Linked DNA regions of Arachis hypogaea: region 2 is linked to region 1. Evidence: chromatin contacts called from public Hi-C data. All regions are on one chromosome and are shown on one strand. The core of a region is the stretch at or near the end of the contact, and the rest is flanking DNA. Distances in the headings are between cores, read along the strand shown.

Region 1 (4,402 bases), core at 1,183-3,682:
GACTGAGATTCTTGGTAGAGGAAACTTGTCATCTTGTAGGAAGACATTAAGTGGCTTATAATCAATGACAAGCCTCTTTTTTTCTCTATTTTGCTCGGCTCTTTTTTCAACATAGAATGCTTGACATGCCCAGTTAGAGTTGGTTGGTTCAATGAGTCCTTGAACAAGAAGGGCTGCACATTCAGCCCTTGCTAACTTAAGATCTTCAGGGTTCATTCCTGAATGCGTGGCTTTTGTAGGGTTGATGTCCTCATTCTTTTTGAAGGGGAGTCGAACATAAAATTCTGGATTTTTCCATAAAGGAGCGGGATGATTGAATTGATCATGACTGTCACAACAGGCACTAAGGAGTAGCTGTTGGATCTCCTTATATTCTTCTGGAGCTTCTTGGATTTCAAGGATACTTTGTATCCCTGTGAAAGGCAAAAACTACCCTTTGTAACTTAGACCAGTGGGTTTGATGTGTAGCCCATGAGTTCAGAAGAAGGCATCGAATCCGAATAAAACATCTTTGTCTGGGAGATAACTTCCCAGTACTCTGAGCCAAGTGGTCTGTCCTGCAAATATCTCCAATCCAATTGGTTTTTTGGAGATGAGATTAATGGTGAAGACCTCACTGTTAGCTGCTGCAAATTTCTTGGAAAAATGTGCCCACATTTCTTTTGGTAAGACATGTGGTTTTATGACAGTGGCACAAGATCCGGTGTCCATTAATGCAACAGCCTTTATTGGTTTATCATAGACAGACGTCTTGACTTTTAAGTCGAAAAGGGGTCGAGGTGTACCATCAATCTGTTTGACTCCTAAAGATCCAAGATATCCAAGTTCTTCTTCTGGCATACTCGATCCTTTAGGAATTCTTGTGGTGATGGAAGCAATGGACGATATGGTAAAGATAGACCTTTTTGGGGGAAGGTCTTCTTCTGAGCTGTTCTCTTCTGAGTCAGAGTCTTGGAAAACATATTCAGTTTCTTCATCTTTGCTTCTTTGTTCTTCAAGTACAGACTCTAGATCTTCCTCATCACCAATGGAAGCAGCATCCATTAAAGACTGGAGCATTTTTATCTCCTTTTTTGTCTTGTGAGGACATGACTTAGCAAAGTGTCCTTGTTTTCCACAAATGAAGCATTTGTTTGACTTGGTATGGGGTTTTCTCCTTTTGAAGTAACGATACTTTTGCTTACTTCTTCTTCTTCTGAATGCTTTCTGATGAAATGTTTTGGCTGGCAGTTGCCAATGCGTCTTTTTCTTTGGCTTGCATTCATACATACCTGACTCTTTGCACTTAATTTTCATATGGGACTTGCTGCATGCTCCTTTGAGTTTGCCTGAGTTTTTGTTAAGTTGTTTGAACATTTGTTGTTGTTCGCACAACTTGTCCAAGGCGGCTAGGGCCAACTGGTATATTTCTCCAATGGTTGTGGTGGCCACTTCTTTGCGAAGAGTCATCATCATTCGCTGTATTTCTGGCTGAAGCTCATCTGGCAAGGATGCTATAAAGACTTGTTTGAGTGGCGGATTATTATTTCCTCCAAGAGGATAATATTTAGCAGCCATCTTCTTGTAGTGTTTCTCTAAGTCCTTTCTGTTGAGTGAACAACACTTCATCTCAAAGTATTCTTGAGAATTTCTTTTTTGGATAATTGCAATGTCTCTTAGAAATTCTTGATGTATTATCCCCAGAAACTGTGAAGAGGTACCATTGATGAGCCTCCTAGAAGCTGAAACACTAGAAACAAAAAGGCAAAAAGGAAGTGAAAAATTCAAGGAAAGAAAATATTAGCATTTTCTATGACATTTATTTGTTATAATTCATAAAGTTACGGAAAATAAAGAATCCTCAAACTCAAATACAGAATGATACAAGAACGTATGAGATTGGGACATGATGTGTGAACTTGGCAGCCCCAGATCCGCTTCCCTCGTTCGGATCATTACTAGATTTTAGCCTTTTCTTTTATGGTTTTTCTCGGTCGGTAAATTAAAGACTAATTCGTTGCAAATCAAGTTCTATTTAAAGATTTATTATTGGCCAATGAATTTCTGCATGCACTGGGATTTGAACTCACAACACTTACTTAATCAAACTTGTAAGCTAACTATCAGACCAAACTTAGTTGTTACTAGATTTTAGTTATTACAGTTGAGATTCGGTTATTGCAATTATAAATTCTACAAGTTTTCAGCTATTAGTTTGGAGAGTGGATTTTTCAATCATCTAGCAAAGTATGATTTTTTATCATTTAATATCTTTGTTCACATAATTTTTTTTTTAATCCCACTTAAAAGATGTAAGCCGAAGAAAATTAAAAATATCCGTTTCTATTTGACTTGTTGGGTTAGTTTTTTTTTTTTGTCAGGATTGTATACCGGCGAGTGCAGCGTAGGAAATTTTTTTTTTGTGGTCTGGAGTGAAGAGTACGGATAAACTGCAATTGGTCCACCTAGCCTTTTCCATATTGGCCTTCAGATCCATCAACAACTTTCAGCCCAATACTAGAATCTTTAGTTAGTTAAACTTGTTCTTAACTTCTGTTAAAAAAAAAACTTGTTCTTAACTTATGTCCAAAAACAAAAACATGAACTGTTCTTAACTTCTTATGCCCATAATACTTGCATACAAAGAAAAATAAAATCCTAAATAGTAAATACCCAAAGAGAAATAATGATATAGAAAACCCTTGTATACACATCTCTATTGATGTAATTTTTTTTTAAATAATTATGGTAATGTGATTATTTGTTTTTAGTAATTGCAATATGAAAAACAAACTTTACTGTTTCCCCTTTTTGTAAAAATATTGTGAAATTATAAAATTATGTCATTTAATTCTATTGTTAGTTTGTTTTTCTTGTTACACTAAAAAAATCAACATGATTTGATTAATATATATAATTTAATAGTTTCTGGTTGAATATGAATAACTAATGAAAAAGTATAGGTATCAATATATTATCTGTCAATTTATTGTCAATAATAATTAATTATTATATTTTAAACACATATATAAAGAGACACATCCATAAAAAAATATATTTTTATTAGACACATCTACAAAAACACTTCCATTTTAAATATAACCATAAACAAAAGTTGGCAGAAGTTGGCAGAAATATTGTTGGTAACGTAGCGGGATTGATAACTAATATAATGGAAATTTAATTTTGAAAAGACCAATAATTATTTGGTTCTGTTGTACTGGTTTCTAGCTTGCTCTTCTCTGTTATAATAGGATTTGCCATTATCATCATTAAGAAATAAGGATTTGTTGACCAAAAACGAAAAAAGCTGAGTGATTTTCTGGAAAAGTTTCTTAAAAGGACGTTCTAAAATGCAAGGGTTTGTGAATTAGTTAAATATCTCTTTCAGGCTTTAATTAATTTGTTTTTATATGTTATATATTGCAAAGCTATAACTCGCTTTAAGGCTTTGACCACTCAATTAGGAAATTACACTCGTAAGGATAATAGGGCATCATTAATTATTAATACTCGATGAGCAATTCGTTATAGATCCAAATTAAATTATATTGGATATAACTAATTTGGGTTGGTCGAATGATCAGCTCACTCGTCCGCTTAAGTAAGTGTCAAGAGCTTCGAACTCGTCTTATGTATGCAGCAACCCATTAGCCTGCGGCAACAAAATAAAAGTATATTGGGTATAAGTTGAGTTAATACTCAAAATGACACCTGAAATTTGATTCCCAACTTAATTTAACTCTCCAATTTTCAATTGATTCAAATTTTACCCTAAAACTTTAAGGCGTGACTCAAGTTGACCCTTCTATCCATTTCTGTCACTGGAGAAATAATGTAGCACGATTAAATGACGTTGTTTTGCTATTTGCACTTAAACGACGTTGTTTTACTCCCCCCTCTTCATCTTCCTCCTCCTCAATTTGATCAGTAAATCTCCATCTCTTTCTTCCTTCCTTCCCTTCTTCTCACCCTAAGATAAACAGGATAACTTGTTGATCCAATCATGCTGCTCGTTGAACTTATGCTACTTTGATACCAAGATAGCTTGATTCCTATTGGATCTTCTGGTAGCCCTTCAACAATGGATGTGCCATTTATTTTACGGTAGCAACAACTCATGTTCCATTGATTCCAATAACCTCCCTTTATTCGATGAAATAGTACCGTCTCCCTTCTACGATGCCGCTGCTGGAATTTTCGTATTGGTGACTCTAGGTTTCGTTTTTAAATGTTTTTTTGAAACTTCTCCTATGACAATGCAACATCATGATCACCATATGTACCATCACCATCATCACATCATGGACTAGAGAATCATGAAACAAGATACAAGTGATAACAACCTTTAAAAATCTTTTTAGATTCTCTTAGATAATTCATTCCAGACTTCTCACGAGTGCGTCCAGGTATATGGCAGCAA
Region 2 (4,402 bases), core at 701-3,200, 45 kb after region 1:
CTACTGAATTGGTACAGTTTCTCACATAATTCTAACAATTAAAAACACCAAAATCTAAAAACAGAAACAAGGAGTTAAAAAAAATGAAACTTTATTTGTTGGGTTGCCCATTATATAAATAAAAATCAATCTCCTTCCCTTCATGTTGCATGGTTTGGCAGTTCACATCATAGCTACAGGAATAAAACAACCAAACTCGAAGAAAAGATTTAATTTTTGTTCATGGGGTTGTCCAATTTTTCACTGAGAAAACGATCTTCATCCTTCTCTAAGTGTTCATACTGCATTGTTTGAAGAAAAACAAAAAGATAAACAGTGGCTTTTGTGTGTTCTCACCTCTTCTTCTCAGACAAGAAAAGAAGAACCAAATGCTCCTCTTCCAATTTGCTCTATCACCTCATAAAACCATGAACAAATAAATAATTCAGCAACCAAAATCATGAAGCAGCAAACAAATAAATCATGAACAAATAACCTCAGAAAATCAAAAATCAAAATCATGAATCCAGCAAACAAATAAATCATGAACAGATAACAAATAAATCAAAATCTTGAATCCAGCAAACAAATAAATCAGAAAATCATGCACAGGAAATCAGAAGGCAGCGAGGACGAATAAGTGAATAACCAAGGTTGCGAGAACCGGACCGGTCATTGAACCGGTCAGGTAACAGGTTCAATGGTTCAATGGTCCAACCGGGGTCTAACCGGAGTTGAACCGGTTTCATTATATATATAATACAATTATTAAAAATTCAATATACAATTTTAAATATACAAATTCAATAATTCTTAATTAATAAAATTCAGAAGTTTATAATTTGACATAATAATTTATTCATATTTTATTATTAAAATTCTATAAAATGAAAATTTTTTAACTAACTTTTAAATTATAACAAAATAATCAGCAAGAAAATTTATCCTTAAACTCAGAGAATGCTTTGGTACAGAATAAGCTGTTGATTTAAATCACTGATCTGTGTCTAAAGTTCATTCCAAGCTAGACAATGTCCATGAAAAGGTAAGCAACACTCAAAGCTGGTTAGAGATCTTATCTCTGCTCTCTGTGTATTGACTGGCTACTATCTGGGAGGGAACTTCAATAAACGAAGCAGCGAGGCAGAAAACTAAAAACTGGTCATTGCAATAAAAGTTTAGAATCACAAACTTACACCTACAAATTTCAATCCATCAGCAACGAAAAAAATTCAGAGTTACAGCAAATTTCAACAACCACCTTTCAATCTATTCAACAATAAAACTCAGAAAACTTACAATCACAAACTTACACTTAAAAATATCAATCCATCAGCAACAAAAAAAAATTCAGAGTTACAGCAAATTTCAACAAAAACCTTTAAATCTATTCAACAACAAAACTCAGAAAACTCAAAATCCAAATCCAAATCCAGAGAATCTAGAAACAGAAAACCTAACCAAAACAATCCAAACTTAACCTCCAAACTAAATTCAAAACCATATGAGCAGCAATCCAACTCAGAACACAATCCCAATTCAGAAGCCAAAATCTTAGAAATTGAAACTGAAGAAGCAGTGGCTTAATTATTACCAGAGACACGGCGAAGGAGGAACGGCGGTGACAGAGTAAGCTGGGAAGAGGATAATTTTGCGACGGCCAGAGGCGGGCTTCACGATGAGCACAGAGACGGTGACCACAAGAGTGGCGGCGGCTGGGGGTGACGATGGCTGGTGGGGATTCGCGACGAGCAGAGACGGTGAGGAAGAGAAGAGTGGCGGGGGCTGGGGGGCTGACGGTGGCTAGTGGGGCGGTGGCTGGGGGCTGATGGTGGCGGCGGTGTTTTCTCTCCTAGGTTAGGCAAATTAGGGATTTTGGTTGGAATGTGAGAGTGAGACGGAATAGAGAGGGTCGAGTGTTTCACCGCGGGGGGAGGGGGGGGGGGGGCTGGGGTTTTCACTTTTTATTTTTATTTTATTTATTTATTTATTTATTTTTATTTTTGAGAGAACCAGTCTTTTGAAAAAACCCGACCGGTTCACCGGTTAACCACTGGTTTGACCGGTTTTTGAACGGGTTATTTGCAAGACAATTTTGTATGCGACCGGACCGGCCATAAGACTGGTTCCCTATTAACCCGATCGAACCGTTTGGTCTGGTCCGATTTTCAGAACATTATCAAGGTTGCGAGAACCGAACCGGTGAGGTCACTGGTTCAATGGTTCATTGGTTCTACAGGGATTCAACCGGGATTCAACCGATTTAATTAAATAAATAAAATTATTAAAAAATCTAAAAATAATTTTAAATATATAAATTCAATAATTTCTAACTTAATAAAATTTAAAATTTCACATAATAAATTATCCATAACTTAATATTAGAGGTTCACAAACAACTTCAAACATCAAAGTTTATGACTAAACAACTTCATAGATCATTAAGGAAGAGAAATCTAGTGATACTAAGAAACCCAAAAGAATATTTAAATTGGCATGCCTTATGTACATATCATCTAGCAACACTTAAATTGTGGCTATAAAGTATAAATAGATTGAATGATGCTATTCAAAACAAATGTATATTTGGAGAAAAAGAATTGTATGTGCAATCAATTAGGCAAATTAAGTTTAGAATTCATATTAAAATAAAATTATAACAAAAATAATTACATGTATGCATCAGGTGGAAAAGATTTGTTAAACCAACCTCTTGGTGTGCTTTGTGTTTGAACTTCTCAGTTTGCTTTGCCAAGCGAATCTTTTTCAGCACATATCTACCAGCCATTGAAGAAACCATGAAAAAAAATGAATAATAAATTGAACTTCACATCCTAATTGCTACTGAATTGGTACAGTTTCTCACATAATTCTAACAATTAAAAACACCAAAATCTAAAAACAGAAACAATGAGTTAAAAAAATGAAACTTTATTTGTTGGGTTGTCTATTATATAAATAAAAATCAATCTCCTTCCCTTCATGTTGCATGGTCTGGCAGTTCACATCATAGCTACAGGAATAAAACAACCGAATTCGAAGAAAAAAATGAATTTTTGTTCATGGGGTTGTCCAATTTTTCACTGAGAAAACGATCTTCATCCTTCTCTAAGTGTTCATACTACATTGTTTTAAGAAAAACAAAAATATAAACAATGGCTTTTGTGTGTTCTCACCTCTTCTTCTCAGACCAAAAAAGCAGAACCAAATGCTCATCTTCCAATTTGCTCTATCACCTCATAAAACCATGAACAAATAAACAATTTAGCAACCAAAATCATAAAGCAGCAAACAAATAAATCATGAACAAATAACCTCAGAAAATAAAAAATCAAAATCATGAATCCAGCAAACAAATAAATCATGAACAGATAACAAATAAATCAAAATCTTGAATCCAGCTAACAAATAAATCAGAAAATCATGCACAGAAAATCAAAAGGCAGCGAGGACGAATAAATGAATAACAGAGTATTACTTACCGGCGGCAGGTAACGGCGATGAAAAGAGGAGGCGAGCTCGGCGACGAACGAGGAGGCGAGCTCGGCGATGAAAGAGGACGCGGTGGTGGTTGCGGTGGTCAAAGCCGTCGCTTCTGTGGCTGCGGGATGCGGTGGCAATGGCGGTGGGCTGCTCGATTGGTGGGGGTGGGCTGGTGGCTATGCGACTGCGAAGAGAGAAGAGATAGTTGCTGTGGGTGCTAATTCCTCTTCTCGGTGATTAGGGTTCAGCTTCGTTTACGTTTAGGTTTAGCCTTTTTTTATTTAAGAGACAAAACGACGCCGTTTAGGAGTTTTACTTTCAAACCAAAAACCCACTAAAAAACTGAACGGTTCTGCCGTTTCACCAGTTAACCGCTGGTTTGACCGGTTTTTTTATCGGTTTTTAGCCAAGCGGTTTCTGACCTTATCCGGACCGGCTAGGTGACCGGTTTCCAGTTTATTCCGATTGAACCGACTGGTCCGATTGGTTTTCAGAATATTGGTGCTGATTCCTCTTCTGGGTGATTAGGGTTCAGCTTCGTTTACGTTTAGGTTTAGCCTTTTTTTATTTAAGAGACAAAACGACGCCGTTTAGGGGTTTTACTTTCAAACCAAAAACCTGCTAAAAAACCGAACAATTCTGTCGGTTCATCGATTAACTATCGGTTCGACCTATTTTTCACCGATTTTTTGCCAAGCGATTTCTGACCTTTTCGAACCGGCTAGATAACCGATTTCCGGTTATTCCGGTGAACCGGCCGGTCCGGTCGGTTTTCAGAACCATGGTTATTACTATTAGTTGTTACCAGAAGCCTGTAATAAAATAAAAATAATATAATATTTCTTAATTTAAACCGTTTGACTATAGCAGTAAAGTGTAGTAAACTCAGTATCTACATGATTCCATTGTTCCTTCCTTCCCTGTCCAACGGCCCAAGTGC

What was found. Hi-C and Micro-C count contacts between places; a contact is called where the count stands out from the background.
Region 2: a contact with region 1 is called in a Hi-C map of an unstated tissue, with 2.7 times the contacts expected there. The contact joins the promoter of LOC112728213 here to the enhancer-like site in region 1. A contact is called at or near these places in 4 of 8 Hi-C or Micro-C datasets (leaf and an unstated tissue).

What each region holds. Positions count from the first base shown.
Region 1 is chr12:110,238,224-110,242,625 of arahy.Tifrunner.gnm2.J5K5, forward strand. No RefSeq gene overlaps it. Among protein-coding and RNA genes, the nearest start is that of LOC112728212, 4.6 kb to the left of the region's middle. Within about 2 kb of position 2,433, at least 2 of the 3 cell types and tissues checked have open chromatin away from gene starts, as enhancers often do.
Region 2 is chr12:110,283,662-110,288,063 of arahy.Tifrunner.gnm2.J5K5, forward strand. LOC112728213 reads right to left here and starts at 1,951. Exons shown (of 6, transcript XM_025778254.2): 1 at 1,574-1,951; 2 at 337-396.